6 separate regions of the Mus musculus genome follow, and regions 2, 3, 4, 5 and 6 are each linked to region 1. The links are chromatin contacts, called in public HiChIP or PLAC-seq, Micro-C and promoter capture Hi-C maps. All regions are on one chromosome and are shown on one strand. The core of a region is the stretch at or near the end of the contact, and the rest is flanking DNA. Distances in the headings are between cores, read along the strand shown. Region 1 holds the start of Dnttip2 (deoxynucleotidyltransferase, terminal, interacting protein 2). Region 2 overlaps Bcar3 (breast cancer anti-estrogen resistance 3). Region 3 holds the start of Abca4 (ATP-binding cassette, sub-family A (ABC1), member 4). Region 4 overlaps Bcar3 (breast cancer anti-estrogen resistance 3). Region 5 overlaps Bcar3 (breast cancer anti-estrogen resistance 3). Region 6 overlaps Abca4 (ATP-binding cassette, sub-family A (ABC1), member 4).

Evidence for each region. Promoter capture Hi-C pulls out the DNA fragments that hold promoters and counts their contacts. Hi-C and Micro-C count contacts between places; a contact is called where the count stands out from the background. HiChIP or PLAC-seq counts read pairs in DNA pulled down with a chosen protein or histone mark.
Region 2: a contact with region 1 is called in a FOXA1 HiChIP or PLAC-seq map of pancreatic cancer cells. The contact joins the enhancer-like site here to the promoter of Dnttip2 in region 1. A contact is called at or near these places in 2 of 39 promoter capture datasets (cranial neural crest and embryonic stem cells), 1 of 484 Hi-C or Micro-C datasets (bone marrow-derived macrophages), 11 of 115 datasets of contacts at active chromatin or transcription factors (the 230-238 cell line, bone marrow-derived macrophages, differentiating embryonic stem cells and 4 more) and 3 of 9 other capture datasets (adipose tissue, liver and pancreatic islet).
Region 3: a promoter capture Hi-C map of liver shows a contact between it and region 1, with 3 times the contacts expected there. The contact joins the promoter of Abca4 here to the promoter of Dnttip2 in region 1. A contact is called at or near these places in 2 of 39 promoter capture datasets (both in liver) and 1 of 9 other capture datasets (adipose tissue).
Region 4: a contact with region 1 is called in an H3K27ac HiChIP or PLAC-seq map of embryonic stem cells, with 4 times the contacts expected there. The contact joins the enhancer-like site here to the promoter of Dnttip2 in region 1. A contact is called at or near these places in 5 of 39 promoter capture datasets (the C10 cell line, cranial neural crest, liver and 2 more), 1 of 484 Hi-C or Micro-C datasets (bone marrow-derived macrophages), 12 of 115 datasets of contacts at active chromatin or transcription factors (bone marrow-derived macrophages, embryonic basal ganglia, embryonic hindbrain and 5 more) and 3 of 9 other capture datasets (adipose tissue, liver and macrophages).
Region 5: a contact with region 1 is called in a promoter capture Hi-C map of pre-B cells. The contact joins the enhancer-like site here to the promoter of Dnttip2 in region 1. A contact is called at or near these places in 9 of 39 promoter capture datasets (the C10 cell line, cranial neural crest, embryonic stem cells and 6 more), 2 of 15 datasets of contacts at CTCF or cohesin (the NIH/3T3 cell line and large pre-B cells), 1 of 484 Hi-C or Micro-C datasets (bone marrow-derived macrophages), 17 of 115 datasets of contacts at active chromatin or transcription factors (the 230-238 cell line, acute myeloid leukemia, bone marrow-derived macrophages and 10 more) and 4 of 9 other capture datasets (adipose tissue, liver, macrophages and 1 more).
Region 6: a Micro-C map of embryonic stem cells shows a contact between it and region 1, with 2.1 times the contacts expected there. The contact joins the enhancer-like site here to the promoter of Dnttip2 in region 1. A contact is called at or near these places in 1 of 39 promoter capture datasets (the 3T3-L1 cell line), 1 of 15 datasets of contacts at CTCF or cohesin (the NIH/3T3 cell line), 4 of 484 Hi-C or Micro-C datasets (cortical neurons, embryonic fibroblasts, embryonic stem cells and 1 more), 1 of 115 datasets of contacts at active chromatin or transcription factors (embryonic stem cells) and 4 of 9 other capture datasets (adipose tissue, embryonic stem cells, liver and 1 more).

The regions. Positions count from the first base shown.
Region 1 is chr3:122,272,711-122,275,992 of GRCm38.p6, reverse strand. It overlaps Dnttip2 (deoxynucleotidyltransferase, terminal, interacting protein 2), which reads right to left and starts at 1,579. Exons shown (of 7, transcript NM_153806.1): 1 at 1,515-1,579; 2 at 1-795. The coding sequence starts at 1,574.
Region 2 is chr3:122,519,986-122,523,267 of GRCm38.p6, reverse strand. Bcar3 (breast cancer anti-estrogen resistance 3) reads right to left here. Exons shown (of 12, transcript NM_013867.3): 9 at 1-99. Among named protein-coding and RNA genes, the nearest start is that of Mir7657, 20 kb to the left of the region's middle. Within about 2 kb of position 1,792, at least 114 of the 459 cell types and tissues checked have an H3K27ac peak or open chromatin away from gene starts, as enhancers often do. A contact at or near this core is called in the 230-238 cell line, bone marrow-derived macrophages and pancreatic cancer cells, where this site is marked.
Region 3 is chr3:122,042,839-122,046,120 of GRCm38.p6, reverse strand. Abca4 (ATP-binding cassette, sub-family A (ABC1), member 4) reads right to left here and starts at 1,661. Exons shown (of 50, transcript NM_007378.1): 1 at 1,509-1,661. The coding sequence starts at 1,574.
Region 4 is chr3:122,486,667-122,489,948 of GRCm38.p6, reverse strand. The region is part of intron 3 of Bcar3 (breast cancer anti-estrogen resistance 3); the gene reads right to left. Among named protein-coding and RNA genes, the nearest start is that of Gm34349, 8.1 kb to the right of the region's middle. Within about 2 kb of position 1,733, at least 37 of the 459 cell types and tissues checked have an H3K27ac peak or open chromatin away from gene starts, as enhancers often do. A contact at or near this core is called in embryonic stem cells, where this site is marked.
Region 5 is chr3:122,459,671-122,462,952 of GRCm38.p6, reverse strand. All of the region lies in intron 3 of Bcar3 (breast cancer anti-estrogen resistance 3), which reads right to left. Among named protein-coding and RNA genes, the nearest start is that of Gm34349, 19 kb to the left of the region's middle. Within about 2 kb of position 1,477, at least 74 of the 459 cell types and tissues checked have an H3K27ac peak or open chromatin away from gene starts, as enhancers often do. A contact at or near this core is called in the 230-238 cell line, neural stem cells, pre-B cells and 1 more, where this site is marked.
Region 6 is chr3:122,144,113-122,147,394 of GRCm38.p6, reverse strand. It overlaps Abca4 (ATP-binding cassette, sub-family A (ABC1), member 4), which reads right to left. Exons shown (of 50, transcript NM_007378.1): 33 at 92-197. Among named protein-coding and RNA genes, the nearest start is that of Gm40138, 19 kb to the right of the region's middle. Within about 2 kb of position 1,669, at least 6 of the 459 cell types and tissues checked have an H3K27ac peak or open chromatin away from gene starts, as enhancers often do. A contact at or near this core is called in embryonic stem cells, where this site is marked.

The DNA.
Region 1 (3,282 bases), core at 330-2,829:
GGCTCGTTTTTCCTCTTGGATATGCAAATTTTGGTGGTTTTGGGCTGTCAGTTTTTTCCCTGAATTTCTGGGGCTGGAATCATCAAAGTCACTGTTGTAAGTTTCACTATCAGAAACATTTGGCATATTTCTCTGAGAAAGTGGTCTTGCTGATAACTGAGTAGCATCTGAGTCCTCTGAACACACAGACATACCCACAATTTGCTTTTTATTTCCTGGTGTAATCTTAGTATCGTTTTTCTCAGCTGGGAACTGTAATTTCTTCTTCACATTCCTGGCTGTTGTTCTCGGCAAGATCTCTAACGATGAAATGCCTGAGCAGGACAACTCAGCATCAGATACAGTTCCCGACTGTGATTCTTGGCTTGAATCTCTTTGAGAATTAGCCTTATTTCTGCTGCTTCTCTCTGTGGAAGGTACAACCATAGAAACCCCTGAAACATGAGACTCTGCTTCAGAAACAACAACTTCATCAGCAGATGCATGCTGAGGGGCTACTTTCTGCCTTTTCCTAACAGTGGACTTTGAGGTGGAAGCAATTACGATCTGCCGTTTCCTAGTTACTCTTACAATGGGCTCTTGGTCCTCTAACACAGAAGTAACCCCAGAAGTGTGGGACTCCGTTTCAGAAGCCTCGTCATCAGAAATAAGCACAATGATCTCCGCTGGGCCTGTGGTTCTGCTGCTGCTGCGTGAGTGCTGTTTCTCAGCAGGCTGCGATTCAGCTGTGCTGCCATCGGATCCCGATTCCTTTGTGCTTTCTAGATGTGTCCCAATTCTCCGAGGAGCAGACCTCTGAAAACCAAAACAAACACAATATAGTGTAGATAGGGCAGGGACAAGGGTAAAGGTGGCATGGCCTAAGGAACAAAACTCAAGAAGGTACAAAACGAAGACAAACTCACGATAAGATATTTCTTTTACTTGCCTCATCCTAGGCTTCAGAAAGCAGAACTAAAAAAACTTTCTCTACTTAAAGAAAGAGGAGGTAAATTTTAAATCATTTATAGAAGCGCAGGGAGGGGGGGGAGTTGAATACTAATTGAGCACGTGTTTAGGAGTGTGTAAGGTAATCCGATACTTGCCTGGATTTCTACAACAGGAAAGGGCTGCTCTATAGCCCTTACCACACAATCTAAAGAGCATAGCACCAGAAGACAACCAGAGGCTCTGAGTGACGCCACCGCCGCCCTTCAGTTGCCGGAGGGGTTAGTGCTCGGCCATGCCAGTCTCTCCACGTGAAAACGGTGCTCCTCCTATCCCCCAAACCAGGCTTGGTCGAGGTGGCGGGCATTAACTTTCCCCGGTACTGTCCTAACAGTAAACTTAAAAGGCCTCGCCTGCGCAGGGCACGCTACCGAAACTCCCGTAAGAGCCCTGAAAGACCCCCAGGTCCGAGCCAGTCCGGCGCAGTACCACGCGCGACCCGCTCGGTTCCTCGTCGCTCTCCTCCGCCCTGCCGAGCCGCTCTGCTCAGCGGCGAGGAGACCCGGAGAACCTGAGACCCAGCTCACCTTCTGCTGGGAGCTTTCTTGGAGCCTGGTCCGGGAGAGCCCGGACCTGGTGACCACCATCTTTCCGACTCCGGATTCCCGGCAGCCAGCGCGGCTTCCTCTGTTCCGACGCTTCGGAAGTGCGTCGAAACAGGAACTCGCTTAGGTTTCCCTGCGGAAACCGCGGCTCGGGAGAATCGTTCCTTCCCCGGCTCCACTGCAGTTCTGGCCAGCGGTCTCCGCCATCGGACTAGTGCGGGTCAGCGGGGGGTGGGGGGGTGGGGTGTGTGTGTTGGGGGGGGGGGGGGGCAAAAGCAGCTCCGCCTCCAGTTCCCAGCTCGTCCGCTGTGCGGTCCTCAGCGAGGAGGACCTCCTCGCCGTTTAACACAAAATGGGAAGTCGCATCATTTACTCTGCTTTCCATCCCCCTCACCCCCCACCCCCGTGCAGTAATTGTGAGATCTTTGGCGTAAGTCTTTACGGAAGCCAAAGGAGACTTTATTTAGTCCTTTTAGAAAACAGTATTTTAATAACTTAATAAATGAGATTCCGATATTTGATTGGGATACAAGGATGTATGTTAAATGCACCCAAGTTTTCGGAGAATAATTAGAAAGCTGTGGGATTTAACTAAAATGTCTCGGGATTTGAAGTACGCCTTTTTTTTTTTTTTTTTTTTTTTTTTTTTTTTTTTTAAATAAAAAAGGTGAAAGACGTTGTGAAGGACGGGGATTAAAGTTTTTTGTTTTTTTACAATGGAAGTAAGAGACTAGCCAGAATCAAAAGAGTTTTAGGATTTTTGTTTTGAGACAAGATCTCTCTACATGGCCCTGGCTGCCCTAGAACTCACTATTTAGACCAGCCTGATCCTGAACTCACAGATATCCATCTGCCTCCCAAGTGTTGGGATCCATGGGCCACAGCACCTGGCTGAGGTGTTTTAGTTTTTGTTTTGTTGGATGAAAGATGGAGAACTAGAATATGTTGAAAGGCTACAAAGGAATCGAGGAGGGGGTAAAGGAATTAGTGTTGGAAGCAAGAAAAAAAAAAGGGGGGGTTCGTTTTCCTTCACTTTTTAACACAAAATTTTTCCTAAAAACCTATCTTTCCATGGATACATTACTTCTACATTAAATTGCTCTCCTTGGAGCCAGGTATACGTAGTAACCAACTTTTGATTGTTAGATGTTGTCTTAAAACACTAGCCTCATGCTTACTTAGTAAAATAGGGTTTTTTTTTGTTTTTGTTTTCCTGGAGAACTGTGGTCTCTGGTTTCCACACAGCCATTGTGTGCCCTGAGGAAACAGCCTATCTTTAGGAGTGAGAGAACAAGAAAGTGAAGAACAAGAAAACGAGTTCCTGCGCATTTGTGGAACTTGAAGACAAGAATCTTCAAGCTCTTGACAGGCTGGGCTTAGTGAAAAACCCTATGACAAGTGCGGGCTGTTACTTTTCAGTTTAGGCTTTAAAGGGTTCTTCTATCTTGTTCTTTCTGGGGGAGGTACTGATCTTCCATGTATTTTTATTATGCATTTTAAAAAAAGATTTATTTATTTATTTATATCAGTACACTGTAGTTGTCTTCAGCCGCACCAGAAGAGGGGGAAGGCATCAGATCTCATTACAGATGGTTGTGAGCCACCATGTGGTTGCTGGGAATTGAACTCAGGACCTCTGGAAGAGCAGTCAGTGCTCTTAACTGCTGAGCCATCTCTCCAGCCCCCTTTATTAGGCATTCTTACTAAATTGTAAGATCTCTACATATTCTGAATATAAGACCTTATCAGA
Region 2 (3,282 bases), core at 543-3,042, 250 kb before region 1:
GCCACCTGGATGATCTTATTGAGGGTACCCGCTCGGTTCTCCAGTGTGCCTGTGCAGCCCAGAATGTCCACAGCAATGCCAATGGCCATGGTGTTGTGCCTAAGGAGAAGACCAAAGGGTCGGGCTCGGATCGACAAGATGAGGAGAAAATGGCTTTAATCATCAGAAGGGCTATTTGTGTGCCACTGGCTGGGAGCCAGTTTGGAAAGCTGATTTCGATAAAGTCCATCCAACACCAGGTAAAGAATGTACCATGATCAGAACCAGGCTCACCCATGGACATGGGAGCACGAGGTGGCCCACAAGGGCAGGAGGACCTCAGAGGTGCGTGTTCTCTCTCTTACCATGAGAGGCACGAGGAGATAGCAGGTTTCCCAACATACAGGAAGACTGGAGCTCCACTTAGTGGGAATAGAAAAGGAGAGACAGGGGTGAGTGTGAGAGAGAGAGACGGAGACGGGGAGGGGGGATAGGGAGAATATGAACTTGATTCAAGATGTCACAGGTATCAGAACAAGAGAAGAGAGGAGGCAAGAAGAGTGTTCTGCAGCCCCAACACAGGCGCCTGAGAGACTGAAACACAGGCAGGAATTTGCTGTAAGGTCAGACCCCAATAAAACAGAGGATCTACTCCCCACCCCCAATTCTCCTTTTTTCTCACCCTAAATTGCAAGGGTCACACTCAAGAGCCTTAGGGCAGGAAACATGGTGACTTTTCTGCACATAACAATGGGACCCTATGTGCAGGGTCTGTCTTGGCAGGAAGCTCAGACAGTGACCAGTTCCTTCCCCCTCTGAACCCAGGAATTTACTGCACTGGGCTAAAATTGTCTTAGTCTTCCAGGCTACTATGCAAGAACTGGAAGTAAAATTGTAGCTATGACGCCCGCCTTGCCTTTGAAACTCCAGGGTCATACTCTCCTGAAAGCTCATCCCGGGGCTGTTGTTCCCGGCTGTGTCTCGCCCTTGTTGAGCAGAGGTGGTAGTGACTCAGAGCACACTTAGTCTTCCCAATTCTCCTAATACCTGTTAACTGAGTTATGAGCTCTGGTGTCTTTAAGTGTCGTGTGTGTGTATGTGTGTGTGTGTGTGTGTGTGTGTGTATGTGTAGAGTACTCACTTGCAAAGCAGGGACAACGTTTGTAAAATATAAACTGTGGTCACAAAAATAACATCACCTCTATCTATATTTGTAAGCCCCCAACCCCCACCTTCCTCCCTCTCTTTCTCTCATCCCCCTCTCCAAGGCACTGGGGACTCAACCCAGGGCCTTGTACATCCAAGACAAGCCCTCTACACCTGACTTCTGTCCCTAGCTCATCTTAATCTTTAACTTTGAGTCAAGGTCTCATCCATTTGCCTCTTCAGTTACTGAATTTGTGGTCCTCCTGCCTCAGTCTCCTGTATAAGCTATAACTGACAGGCTTGTCCCCATCAGACCTGGCCACCTTGACTCACTTTGTCTGTCTGTCCCATCTCTTTCCTTTTCTCCCAACTATGTCCCATTCCTGATTTCTTGTCTTTCTAACCAATGAATCCGACCAGATTCCCAGATAAACTTGGAATACTTGTTGGAAGAGTTCTCTCTCTTAGTAAAAGCATTAACAATGTTAATTCAACCCTACACCCCAGGGGCTTCAACTAACAAGGAACCAATTCCCCCTGCTTTGTTCTTGTGGTGTGCCATCAGTGGCTAACTGGCTAATGACAATCACTTGCTTAGTATCTGCTGGGGACTTCCTGGTGCTGTGTGGGGATGACTCAGTCTGTGGCCACAGCTAGCCATACCCACCTTTTATCAGATGAATGCTTCCAGCTTAGCCTGCCTAGGAATGAGGTAGTAAATTAGACGTCAAGGGTAGCCAGTGTTTGATTCCAGAACAAGGAAATGAAGTCACTGTGCAATTCAGGGCACCTAAGACCTTGGCTTTTACTTAGTTAACACACTGTAACTAGTCAAACTATCCCCCAGGCTCTGTGAGTAGATCCCACAGTCAGAGAGAGATAGAAACAAATGAGGGTGCAAGAGGCTAGGCAAGCAGCAAAAAGGGAGGGATCGTGACAGAGCTGAAGTCAGAAGACAAGCAAGAGAGAGGCTGGCCAGGGCTTAGGCCCAGAGCTCAGGCCCCAGCGCACCTCTAGGTGCCAGGAAGAAAAGGTGTCTGGAGATCCCAGACTGCACTGCATCTACTCGGAATGAGGAAGTGAGGGTGACCACTCCACCCAGACAACCACAGGGGAGGAGGCTGAAGTGAGAAGTCTTGTCAGGAAGAGCAGGTGGCTCAGAAGTCAGACATGAAATTCCCCAAAGCTTGCCTGAACAAAGTTGGGGGGTTCATTTTCTAACACATCTGTCCTCCCTCTGGCCACCCCCCAGCCTCCGCCTCACTCCCTCAAAGCCATTTGTTTTGTGTTTTTATTTGTTATGACTATGTCTCCATATGTAGCCTAGGCTGGACTCCCTGCATGTATGACATATATTCCCTGTATATATGACATATACTCCCTGTATATATGGCATACACTCCCTGTATATATGACATAAACTCCCTATATATATGACACAGACTCCCTGTATATGACAGGCTGGCCTGGAAATTATGATCCTCCTTCCCGCGGCTTTACCAGTGCTGGAGTTACAGACATGCCACCCCACACTCAGATTTGTAAAGTTGTGTGGAATGCAGCCTTTATTCCCAGAGGCCAACAGCTGCTTGCACAAGTGGGTATTAACACTTAAATTTAAAATGTTTCCTCTCTTCATTGCCTCTGCCACCCACATACAGTAGCCACAACAGTCAGTGGTTTGAGCACATTCCTGCACCATAGAAAACTCAACTGGCCAGGGCTGTACCCAACAATATTGGAAGCTAAAACAGTCAGGGTGACCGGGAGATAATTTGCACACTAGTGAGAATGAGAGGGAAAGGGAGAGGGACAGAGGGAGGGAGGGAGGGAGGGAGAGAGAGGGAAAGAGAGGCCAGCTTTTATTTTAATATGAAAATCAAGTCTTGTGTTTCTTGTGTTAAAAGTGTGTCTCATCTCTAAAGATCCATGTTCAAGGGCATGCTTTGGCTTTGCTTCATGGTTTGTTTATTGTTTGTGAAAAGGCTTTATTTATAGCCTGGGCTGGACTTAGTCATCCTGCTCCAGCCCCCAAGTCCTGAGGTTACAGATGCCCGTGTGTTTTAATGAACACCTAGTGTGGTGGTGAGAGAATCTAGAATCTGCCAGTACATGGGCCCCTGGGGGCTTTATTAGCTGAGGTAGGAAGACAGGGCC
Region 3 (3,282 bases), core at 412-2,911, 230 kb after region 1:
GTGCTTAGCTGACACATCCCCGTTTTCATCTCTCTCTGACCAAACCTGCCTAAGGTACCCCACAGGTCTTCACACGACCCCACCCCACCCCACCGCCTAGTCCCATTTCTTCCTAACGTTCCCTTTGGTCCCCAGGAGAGGCCTAGTCCACCAACAGAAACCTACCACAAACCATGCTCTTCCCCATAGCCTGTCTCCTTCCTGTCCTCTTCATGAGGTTCAGCTTTCGTTTCTCTTGCTTATGTGTGTTGAATGCATATGTGTGTGCACATGTGTGTTAGGGTGTATTTGTGTGCGGAGGCTACAGTTCAACAAGGGATATCTTCCTCAATCCTGGGCCCCGTAATTTAATCTCAGCCCTCTCTGCTTCGCACAGCAACCCTCCCCCCTCCCATCATCTTCCTTAAGCTGTTTCATGTTTTTAGGACTCTGTAGGGCTCTGGGACAGCCATTCCTTCCTAACTTCCCTTCCTCCTCCTCCTCCTCCTCCTCCTCCTCCTCCTCCTCCTCCTCCTCCTCCTTCTCCTACTCCTCCTCCTCTTCCTCCTCCTCCTCCTTCCCCCCCCTCTCTCTCTTTCTCTCTCTCACTCAACAGGATCACATGAATCCCAGACTGGCTTTGAACTCACTCACTAGATAACCAAGGATGACCTTGAATTTCTGACCCTCTTGCTGGGTACTGTGCCCAGTTTGTGTGGTACCGGGGATGCAAGCACTCTCCCAGCCGAGGCACACTCTCAGCCCCATTTCGTTATGGATATGAATTTGCTCCTTATCCTTCCACAGAAAAAAAAAACAATGGAGGAACCATTTGTAGCAACTCTGGAGGGGCTCTGATCTCCCACAGCACACATCAGCATTTCTCCTGGGATATTTGGCCTACATTACTTTATATTAGTCTGGATTCTCAAAACATACTTCAGGATTTCCCAGCTGAAAAACCAGCTTGGGGGTGGGGGTGGGGGTGGGGTGGGGAGTGTGCACGTTACACATTTAAACCCTTAGTCCAGTCCAGCCATGACTGATCGCAGAAGAGGTTTGGGTAAATCTGTGGTTAATAACACAATTGGAAGATGCAAAGTTATTTTTCCACAGAACAGAATTGTGGGCAGCGCAACTGTGACTTCTCTGGGAATTTACATCCCAGTTCCAGGAACATGAACGTGTAAAAGCACCCCACGCTCTAGCGTCAAGGAAATTTGTGTTTGTTTGTTTGTTTGTTTGTTTGTTTTTCAGGGACCTTGAAGCTTCCAACCTGTGGTGGGAGCTGGGCCAGCAGGTGTCGAAGCTGGAGGGGTGGGGAGCGGTAGTGGATTCCTGTGCTGGGCAGGGGACAGAATAGTTTTCATGTAGCCAAGGACAAGAGAAGGGTGTCATCCTGTGGGAGGGCACCTGGTCACTGAGCAGCTAAAGGTGGCCTCCGAACTAAAGGACAAACTAGCTCTCTTCTTCGCCTCTCCTCCCCGCTCCCTCCTCCCAACCCTCCTCCACCCCGCTCCCTTTTTTACCTTCTGCCTTTTCCTCAGAGTCCAGTTCTTCCAAAGCAAAAGCTGTATCTGTCTGAGGAAGCCCATGCCGGACCACCCCAGCACCGGGAGAATCACCCCGAGCTGGGGCTCAGGCAAGCACCGGACACAAAGGCCGCTAGGACCACGTCCAGCTCAGCCCGCTGTGTCCTTCTGGTGATTAAAGGCCGCGTTTCCCCTTCAAGCATAATCCCCCTCTAATTACCTGTAAGCCCTTTTGTGAGGGAAAGGAGACAGGCTTCGGTTTCTTTATAGACGGAGAAAGGCCCTAAATACACAAGTGCGGGCACGGAGGGCCCTGAAATGAGTCTTTCAACGGGAAACGGAGCGGCTTCAGGTGCCCTCCTCCACCGGACATCAGAGGGGCTCCTGCGGCTTCTGAAGAAGATGCTCTGGATATCTCTGCATTTTAAGTTTGGGACAATTCCCTTTGCATACCTAGAGGCTGGATGTTTGCCTTCCAGTGCTCTGACACCGGGCAGGATCCTGATTTGATTGCTTCTCCTTAATGAGGGAGAGCTAAAGTAACCCGTTCTCTTTCAGCCCTTTGTTTTGCCCGATAATAACTTCAAGTCTAATCAACCGGTCCTGGCTGCTTGGTATAATCCAAACTCAGCAGGATAGTAGCAAAGTCTGCCACAGGCTTCAGCACGTTACTTGTGAGCGATCTAGCTCAGCAGGGATGGGAGTGGAGATGTTGCTAGACAGATCGACCACTGGGCAATGCAGCTGTGATTCTAAAGACCTCCAAACATGTCTCCCCGGTCCTTCCCCATGAAAGTTTTGCCCCAGCCTCCTCAAATCTCAGGAACGTTTTTCTCTTTGAAAAACCCTAGACATCAAGACCTCCATAGGGTGGAACGAGAGCCAGGAATGGATACTAACTGGGTCTGTTTGTAAACATGGGTCGGGATGTTGGCTAACCTAAGAATATACGGGGCAGTCATGAGGGCTGACAGGCGTGCTTGGTGAAGCGTCCAATTACAGAGCGAGTAAATTTCTGCTTTGAGTGTTTAAAATGTTCCTTGGAGGTAGTGGCATTTAATATAGGCTTTGGTCATTGTAAAATAGCATTTTACCCATAGTTCACTTAGGACGTGGTATAACTGTAAACTGCCTTTGAGTATCTTGTTTCTGTCATTCTGAGGTAACTGTCTGCTTAGTTTTACAGGGAAGCAATCTGAAACCTCGTGAGATTAAGGACTCCACTAGTTGTTACTCTCGATAGCCCTGAGTTACTGAACTAAGCAGCTCACTAAAATTCCCCGAGAGAGACAGAGAGGCAGAAATAGAAATAGCTTATCCTGCTCAGGAAAACCACAAGGAAGAAGGGCGGCTCCAATGGGCGGGAGACCCTGGAGGAAGAGGCTGTTAAAGGAGACAGAGACCAGGCTCAGAAACTCGTGATGATGATAGACTCAACATAGATGAAATGAGCAAATATGACGAGATCTCCAAGTGTCTCACAAGTGCAGGGCAGCCCCAAACAGAAGCAAGCTCTGGACAGAATCATGAAGCGCTTCTTCCATGTGAGAGAGTGTGTGTTTTATCATCCAGGAAGAGATATATATGTAAAAAAATTACACTAATTCAGTGCCTACCAAAGGCAGCTGTGTGGGGCAGGAAGATTGAGAGCAGGGAGTGACAGCAGGTCACGAAGGAAAGGGGAGCTCAGAGAGCGACCAGAAGCAAAGAGACAGATAGGTGACTGGAAGTCAGTGGTGAAGAGGGAAAGGGCAACTAGGAAGACTGGGGC
Region 4 (3,282 bases), core at 484-2,983, 210 kb before region 1:
AGCTACTTCCAAGAAAGAAACCATATTTTGATGTGGTTAGCATCAGTGTGAACTGAGCCAAGGACACAGAACTGATGGAAGGCAGGAGGGACCCCGTGTTGGGAGAGACGCTGCACAGGTTCCACACACTGTGACCACCTTCAGACCTTCATCCGACTCCTCATCCCAGCTGCTCAGGGGTGTGTGTATCCTTCCGCTTCCCAGCATACAAGCCTGTGTGCTCCACCATGCCCCCCAACTTTTCTCCACCCTCCCCGATCTGATCTCCTCCTTTTCACTCAATGTTTTAGACTGACATTTTTTCTGCCTCTCATGTGTGCTCCTACAATTTCCTCTTCTGGGAAGGTCTCTGGCTGGGGCTGGCATTAAAGGCCTCTAGGATGTCACAATAAGCTGTGTTGGGGTATCCTCCTTCCCTCTTCCTTTCTTCATATCTACCATAGGTACAGAGAGAAATGGTGGTGTAGCCATGTCCCAGTGTCCATATAGGCGCTCCTTCTAGGTGAGACTCCAACCCTCTTTGTTCCCAGTGCACTCTAGGTCTCGATGCAATGGGTAAGTGGGGCTGGAAGGGACCCATGAGCTCAGGGTAGGAGCTTGCAGATGGCTCCTCCAGTCCCTTAACGAGAAGCCAGGATTCGGAATAGTCATTCCTTTACGTAAAACCATCATTATAAAATACATGTATCTGTAGTAGAAACCAGAAAAGAAGTTCTTAGTCACAAAAATTAACATACTGATTATAGGTTTCATGAGCTAGACAGTAAGTCGGCACATTCTTGTGACCAGAGCCAGAGAGGAACAATAGCTCCTGGGGCTACGACAGTTGATGACTGAGATGCCACTGTGGCATCCAACCCTATGACACATTTCTTTCCTCTCAGTTAAAAGGTACTGGGTCATCCTCAGCCATGTGTTTAACCCTAGTGGCAGGGCCCGAGGCTCTGCCATGCCTGTCCTGGTGACCCCGTACCCAAGCCATGGCAGAGAAGCCCGTCCACTGTTCTAACGTTAGTCTTAGTTCTTAGAACTTCTGCTGAAAGTTCTAGGCTGATGTTCTTTTCCTGCATGCACGCGCGCGCGCACACACACACACACACACACACACACACACACACACACACACACGCCAACTTTGCAATCCAGCAAGTGCTGAATCTACAGGCAGTTTCTGAGAGTCCCAACCCTGCCCCTGATCCCCCTCTGGTTTCTCCAACAAAAAGAAGTCTTTGGCTGGACTCTAAGCTATGAAGTTGGTCAGGGAGCACAGGGACACAGTCTCTATCAGCCATGTCCTGATATTGAAGCCAGATCCCCACAGCTCTCAGATGCCAATGGAATGCACTTAAAGGGCTCTTTTCACAAAGAAGCTATGCTGGGCTTTTTAGTTTAGGGCCTGGAGGCATGAATGAGCAACAAACCCCAACCAGGAGGAGGGGCTGAGTCTCTTGGAAAGATTCTTCCATATGGCTTTTCCCACCTTTTGCTGACAGTGTGTCTGCACCCATACAAAGGCAGCTGGGCCACTGCCATTGCCAGGATTTGTCACTTATAACATAGGCCAAAGGAGCAGGTACAGGGAACATGGGTGGGACCTTCCCTCCACCACACTCTTCACAGGAGAAAGGCAGTTTCTAATGAAACCAAAGTGCCAAAGACCTGACACAGGGTGGATTCAACAAGCTCTAAATCTCCTCCCCCACCCCACCCCCCAGGGGGAGGGGCGGAGACAAAAGAATGTCAGTCCAAATGAAACACCCTAACACAGTTCAAGATCTTTTTGCTCTATGGTAGCCCTTAATGACTGCAGAGACAGCTCAATCCTAGCATGGAAGAATCAGCTCATGACAAGACCCCTGGGCTGGACTGAATCAAGCCTTTCTGGTCCATTCACCCACATACTTTCTGTATCCCAGCTTCTTGTTTGTGCTGTTTGCGTCAGGCAGCATTTCAATACATGGATGGAAGTTTCTCTTTCTCAGATTTCTCCAACACAGTCACAATCACACCGCCCTTCCCTAGGATGAGATGCTTGTCTGATGAGGAATTTCAGCTCTTTCTTCCCCCTCCTCCATCCTTTCCCCGCCCCCTTCCTCTCCCTCCCTTTCATACACACACACAGAGACAGACACACAGACAGACACACAGACAGACACATATCAATAATCAGAGACAGAAGGACCAGAAATAATGGGAACCCACTACCAACATACAAAATCAGGTCATTCATCCTTTTCTTTTCTTTTTTCTTTTTTTTTTAGAAATGGTTTTTCGAGACAGGGTTTCTCTGTGTAGCCCTGGCTGTCCTGGAACTCACTTTGTAGACCAGGCTGGCCTCGAACTCAGAAATCCGCCTGCCTTTGCCTCCCCAGTGCTGGGATCAAAGGCGTGCGCCACCACCGCCCGGCTTCATTCATTCTCTCTTAACCAAAGTCCTTCTGCAGCTTCCTAAGGGACATAGGGTGCAATTTGCTGCTGCCTGGCTCCCGGCTGTCTCCCTGCCCATACCTGGCTGTCATGTCTAGGTTTTGGTGGCTACCCCTTCCTCTACCCAGAATGTCATTTCCTCTTAGGATACCCTCTACTAACTCTTCTAAGCTAAGCCTGTCTCCCTAGGAAGTCCTCCACTGCTCAGACTATACCAGGCCTGCTCCTCTGGGGAGAGCCAAGGCATCTTTTACCAAATCACTGGCAAAAGAGGCTTCCTTCCAGCCTGTCAAGATACACCTGTCCAGCACAGCTCTCCAATGGACTGCAACCTTCCTCCGAGTAAGGACTGGGTCCTAAGTACCAGGGCCAGAGCAGCTGGCACAGGCAAGACACACAAGGTACCATGATCAATTACTGCTTAGCTGAACTAAGGACGCAAGCAGGATAAAAAGCCAGTGCGGAGATCTGCGGGCACTGAACTCCTAGCAGAGCAGCTCAGGGCTGGAGCTGCTCATGTTCATGGCCGTTTCCTGCCCTGTTATGAACTGAGCCTCTCTCTCTCTCTGTGAGCGTTCTGCTCTGACTAGGCCTGGCTTCTGCTAACACCTTTTATACCTTGAGCTAGGAAGGAAGTCTACTCTCCCAGACTGGAACGCCTTCCCCATCCCATCCTCTTCTTCATCCACCTAAGTCCTGAGTCACTAAAAATAGTTTTTTTAAAAAAAGAATTATCCCCCTCTAAACACACACATCCCATGCACCCAACACCACCCCCCTTGAAATCTTTCCCAACTGCAATGTAAAATGAAGTATTAATATACATGAAAGCATCTTGGTTCAGACTCCAAGTCT
Region 5 (3,282 bases), core at 228-2,727, 190 kb before region 1:
AGCCAGACTTGGCTTTGAGTGGGAGTTTCCTAACCCTTGCTCTAAACATAGCTTCAAACGCTCGCTGGGTGGTTGATTTACAATGGTGGTAACAAGGTTTCTACTTGGGACTCTCCTTCCTTCTCACAAGCTGACCAGCTTCTGGCAAGATCCCAGGCCCTCATGTGAACTTGAACTGCCCCCAGCTTCCCTTCCGTCACCTGCTCCATTCAAGTCCTGCCAGGATCTGCTGGCCTGCTTGAATAAAACGGCTTCTAATTCTCCCTCCAAATGGCCTCTGGCGACACCTGGCCTCCCCGTGGCCACTGCCACTCCCTGAGGTAAACACTCCATGTCAGCTTCCCCTCACCTCCCACCCCCCCACACGGTGAGTGCACAGGAGAGACTTGGAAAACATCTGAGGCATGAGTGAACCTCCACGGAGTCTCTAAGAGCACTGTCTCCATCTGCTGGGAGGTCTGTCCTCACGGAGCAGCCCATCTCAAACCGGAAACTTGCCCTATTGAGGTGGCAGTCCCCAAAGGCCAAAAGAGGAGATTTTCGTTTCCATTTAAAGGCCAGGCTAATTTGCATTCAGTACATGTCTCCCTTTTCAGTACAATCCTGTGAGCTTTGACAAATGATCAGTTGGGTAATTATTTCTACAATCAAAGACATTCCCCTGTCATACTCTCAAAGTTCCCTTGTAGAGGTACCCTCGCTTACCCCTTTCAACCATGGACTCATTTCTGTCACCAGAGATGTGATTAGAGCTGGTAGACTTTGAAAGATTTAAAAAAAAAAAATGTTGCGTGGTACACCAGTGGTTTTGCGCGTCTGCTTCTTTCTGTAGCTGAACGGTATGCCACCGTGTGGATCTCCATGGTTTGTTCATGGCTGAAGCAGACATTCGGGCTGTTTCTAATTCATCAGTGGTGAATGATATTAAATAATGTCATATATAAGCGTATACACAGAGACTTTCGTATGAAATATGTTTTGTGATATGTTTTTTTTTTAAGTATCCATATTTCTGTAAGCTCAAAGGATAAGAATCTGCTGGGTGAGGGACTGTTTTCTACCCTATTCGTCTGTCTGTCTGTCTTCCTACCCAGTGGCTGCAGTGTTCTACACTGTAGTAACACGAAACTTCCTAAGAATAGCGACAGGGCACATTGTGGGCAGAGTGGGCGAAACTGAACATGGGCCCAGAGTTAGCCTGCATTCTCGGCTGGCACCCGTTTGATCTGGTCCCACAGGGGACAGCGCGGGCTCTCTGCGGATGTGCACACTCAGGCAAAAAACCTGCAGAGCCAGCCAATTGGGCCATTATCTGGTTCATATAACTTGTTAGAATCTCACGGAATGTACAGCGTGCCATTGTCTCTGTGAGTCCCTTTCATGACTTTGTGAGCTGGCTAATTCAGAGCAGACTCGCCTGTTTTCCTGCTGGAAGAAAGCACTTCCCTCAAAGACAGCTATTTAGCCATGACCATGGCTGCAGCCATGTAGAGTACAAAAGGGAGCTGAGGCCCGGCTGCCCCCTCTTCTGCCCAAGCCTCCCACAGCCAGGCTGCTTATTTTCGGTGCTGGAGTTTGCATTATTGTTTCTCTTTTCATCTGCTGGGTGACCTGAGGTATCCCAATCCTACTACGGGAAATGGCCTCGCTGAGATCTGAGCCTTGGGCAGGCTAACTGTCTATAGGCTTAGAACCCTCTGGGAACAGGCATTAACCCCACAAAGGATGGCTTTCTGAGCCTCTCTGGACGCCCCTGGGCTCCAGAGGCCTTCATTCAGCACAATAGCTCCAGTGTCGTGACATTTCTTCTAACCTGCAAAGCAGGCTTGGCGATGGCAAGTTTTATTAAGGCTCACAAGTGGGCAACAAGAATCCGCCAAGGCTGACAGCTAGGAACCCAGCCAGGAACAAAGGCTGCATCCTGTCTTGATACTTCCTTAGGTGGTCCCTGAAGAGCAGGCTTTTGTCTTCTGGCCACATTGTGCTGTCCACAGCCTGGGCACTGGAGGACACTTGCCTCTTCATTGCTAACTTGGAAATGCAGGCAGCCCACACTTTCTGCTGCACCAAGCTTTCTAATTTACCTTCCTTAAAAAGTAATCTTTTAAGGGGTGGAAAGGTTGCTAAGAGCCAGAGGACCAGGGAGTCTGCTGTGAGATCCTCTCTCTTAGAAATGACAGGAATACTCATCCAAGATAATTCCACAATGTAGCTGCCTATACAAGACCCGAGCAATGGTGATGTCAACAGGCACAGTGCTGAGGAAGGGGGATAGCTCAGGAGACCCATGTCTACCATGTCTAGACAGAGAACTAACTACAGGCATCGATTGACGACTAACGGGGGGGGGGGGGGGGGGGATTAGCCTCCCAGGGAATGAGCACCCTAATTGGCTAGCTAATACACTGTGGTCGGCCCTAAAACCATATACACACAAACCATGCTGAACAAACCCAGCAGGCTATACTTATATATTTATGCATATGTGTATGTGTGTCTTTCGATAAAACTCAAAAGGAGGCCATCAGTTTGAGAGGGATTTGGGGCAGGGATGGGAGGGGTTGGGAAGAGGAGAAGAAAGGAAGCAATGTAATTATATACTATTTAAAATTTTAATCACAAAAGGAAGTTACACTAAAAAGAAAGAGGGGGCAGAGAGAGAGAGAAAGAAAGGGGGAAGGAAGGAAGGAAGGAAGGAAGGAGAGGAGAGGAGAGGAGAGGAGAGGAGAGGAGAGGAGAGGAGAGGAGAGGAGAGGAGAGGAGAGGAGAGGAGAGGAGAGGAGAGGAGAGGAGGGAGAGAGAGTAATATAAGCCTATGGAATTTAGTGCAAGAAGATGGGCTGACTATTGAAGCACACAAGAGTAGGTGTAAAATTAAGTTTATAAAGGGGTTACAAAAATGACCCAGGACTGAGATGGCTCAGCAGCAAAGGTGATTGCTGCCAACCCTGACAGCCTGAGTTTTAATCCCCAGGACCCATGAAACGTGGAAGGTGAGGACTGACTTCTGCAAGATATCCTGATTTCCACGCACACACAAAAATAAATAAATAGAATATAGATCATCTAGGAACAGCAGGAATATTTTTTATAAGTGCAACATAGTGGATCATAAAGTAAATAGACAGTGTGACTCTCCAGTCTTCGGAAGGGACCGAAGTGGTAGCTGATCATTGTCCATTACACCCTTGGTCCTGGTATCTGAGATACAACTTGGAATGCTTCCCGCCATCCAAACAATATGGCAATTTTATAATCAAGAGGGTGAGCATAAGCGGTAGA
Region 6 (3,282 bases), core at 420-2,919, 130 kb after region 1:
GTTTTTTTTTCTCCTTCTGTAGTACTTAAGATAATTTCCATTTCTTAATATTTAAACAAGTCAAAAACTCATCCCCAAAGTCTTTACATACCCCGCTCACGTTCATCATCTGGCCAAGGCCACTTAGAAAGCCAACAAGTGCTTCCCCGCTGATGGGGATAGCAGGGAGTTTTCCTCCGATGGAAATTCCTCCATACCTACAAGGCAGTAGGAGAGCCCCTGTCAACGCCATGATGCTTCATGCCCAGTAAGTGCCACCTCAGCTTCCGAAGGGGATGTGGATTTGGGAGGGCTTAGCCTCGCAGGCAAACAACATTGTCCCACCTTGTTCTCCAAATAGTTCTCCTACTCTCTAAATTTAGAAGCAAGCAAAGCCACATTCTAGATTCCACATTTGAGAGAAGGCATACATTTGTCTCTAAATCCAGCTCATTTGGATTAATATGTTACTCTCTGGTTTCATGCCTTTTTCTGAAACGACAGGATTCGATCCTTCTCTGTGGTGGGTGCATAGAACCTCACCCATCACATCTCTGACAGGCACCTAGGTAGGTTCCTTAGCTTGGCTGTTGCAAACAGTGCTGCAGTAAACTTGGATGTGCGAGTATCTACTGTATGTTAACATATGTTCCTTTGGAAATATGTCAGGAGTGGTATAGACCAAACCTGCTCTACTCTTAGCTTTTGGAAAGAATCTCTGCACTGATTTCCGTAGTGGCTCGATGGATATCCCCACCGATGGTGTATAAGGGTTCCTTCTCCCTCTGTATACTCATCAGCAGTTGTAGTCATCTGTCTTCCTCATGACAGCCACTGGCTGCGAGGAGATGGGGTTTAGTGTAGTTATATATATATTTTTTGGGGGGGGGTCATTTTTCTATTTCTTTAAAAAAATACATTATATTTATTTATTTATCCTGGATCATTTTTCTATTTCTTTAAAAAAATACATTATATTTATTTATTTATCCTGGTGGGGGCATACATATATGTGGAGGTCACGAGACACCTGGCAAGAGTCAGGTTTTTGTTTCGTTTTTCTTTTTTTCCTTTTTACAATCAGCTCTTGGTTTTACAATCTGAATCCAGAGGATTGAACTCGGGTCATCAGGCTTGGTAGCAAGGGCCTTAACCTTCTGAGCTATCACATCCCCGTTTTCCAGTTCCCGTGAAGAACGTCATCTGCAGCATGCTGATGGAAATCACCGGTGTTGAGGTAGCCTCCCTAGCACAGCTGTAGCCATTTGCTCCATATCTAGCAGCTACTTCCTATTGTTACTGTAATATGCCCGCCAGTCATGGTCACAGAAAAAGAACTGGACTCAGAGCAGGGGCATGCAGATCACCTACCCTGTTGCAGACCACCTACCCTGTTAGGTTCCGATTATTCTGCGGTTTGTTAATCTTAAGAAATTCCCCATCTGCAGCCGTCACTCATGACCAAGCAAGATAGGGGTTGGCTTGAACTGTTCTGTCTAAATTACTAAGGAAACATGAGAAAAGACCAACCGGTCTACAGCTCCCCCACATCTGCATATGAACTCATTATGGGTTTTGCAGTTTTAGCCTTTATAAGTTGGCCCCGAGAAATGTCCAGCGCACAGCTAGCTTTCAGCTCTAGAGTCTGAGCTGTTCCCTTGGTCACTCAGTCTTTGGATATACGTTCAGTAAACCATCCCTGCTTGACTGAGATTAGTGTTCTTGTGGTTTGCAGGGTGACTTCTGAACCCCAACAATTGGCATGTTGACAGGAGTAATTGTCATGTTGATGGAGGTCATTGTCATGTTGATGGGGATCATTGTCATGATGATAGGGGTCATTGTTATGTTGATGGGGCCCATTGGCATGTTGATGGAGTCATTGTCATGCTGATGGAAGTCATTGTCATGTTGATGGAGATTGTGTTGAATCTGTAGATTGCTTTGAGTGATATCAGTATTTTTCTTGATGTCAATTCTGTTGATCTAAATTCACATTTTGAGATAGTCTTACTATATTGCTCAAGCTAGCCTTGCACTCCTGTACTCAAGTGACTCTCTTGTTTCAGTCTCCCAGTCACTGGAACTAGAAATAAAGGCCACTGTATCCAGATTTAAGCCCATGTTTGCTTGCTTGCTTGGTTTTGTTTTGTTTTTTGTTTTGTTTTTTTGAGACAAGGTTTCTTTGTGTGACAGTCCTGGCTGTCCTGGAACCCACCCCATAGACCAGGCCTCAAACTCACAGAGATCTGCCTGCCTCTGCCTCTTCAGTACTGGGATTAAAGGCATGTGCCACAACAGCCCAGGCTAAGCTGGTTTTTAATTCTTTCCCATTTCTATTCCAAGATGGTGTCTGGACCTTTATCCTGGTGTAACTCCATCTTCTTCATCATTTCCCTTAAAGTCTTGTCCTGTCTATGTCAAACTCTACATGCTTCAGGCTACCTCCAAGTCTCTTTGCTGGCTTTTCTTAAGGTACTCTTCCCTTTTATAAACACCTAGCTAATTCCTGCTCATTTTCCCTGGGTTAGCCCTTTTTGATGTCTTCCTTGACTTTACTGTGGGCCTAACTTGTGATTTCTCTTTTGTGTCTTCTCTGCCCTTTGCAGATAGTTTAGGCACTATCCAATACCACCACTCCTTTCTGTGTCTCTTAGTCCCATGCCTGGCTTAGACAGCCCAACTCTCTTCTGTCTCAACTCTTGTCTGTCTCTCTCTCTCTCTCTCTCTCTCTCTCTCTCTCTCTCTCTTTCTCTCTTTTTTGAGGGGGTATCAAGGCAGGGTTTCTCTATGTTCCTGGAATTCACTTTGTAGAGCAGGCTGGTCTTGAACTCACAGAAATTTGCCTGCCTCTGTCTCCCAGGTGCTAGGACTAAAGGTATGTGCCACCACCACCTGTCAACTCTTGTCATTCTTAACTTGGGTCTCCACCTTTGGGGTTACCTTCTTTCACATAAAGATGAGAAAGTGAGTGTGTCAATGGTTGGCTTATAACTCTGATGCGGGAGGAGACCCCAGTTCTTCAACAGACAAAATTAAGTCCCACCCACTCTAACTAAGTCCCACACTAACACCAAGCCCTGCTCACTAGTGACTAAGTCCCGCCCATTCTAAGACTAAGTCCCGCCCACTAGTGACTAATAAAGCAAGACACAAGTTGTCATTTCTCAGGGTCTTGAACTGTTCTTTTGTCTCCACCTTCTGATTCAGCATCTCCGAAACCCCAGTTCCCTGTAGAGGACATTTCTAAAAACAGGATTTTACTGCTGTGGTCTTGAAGCTATCCAGAAGAAACAGCCAGTA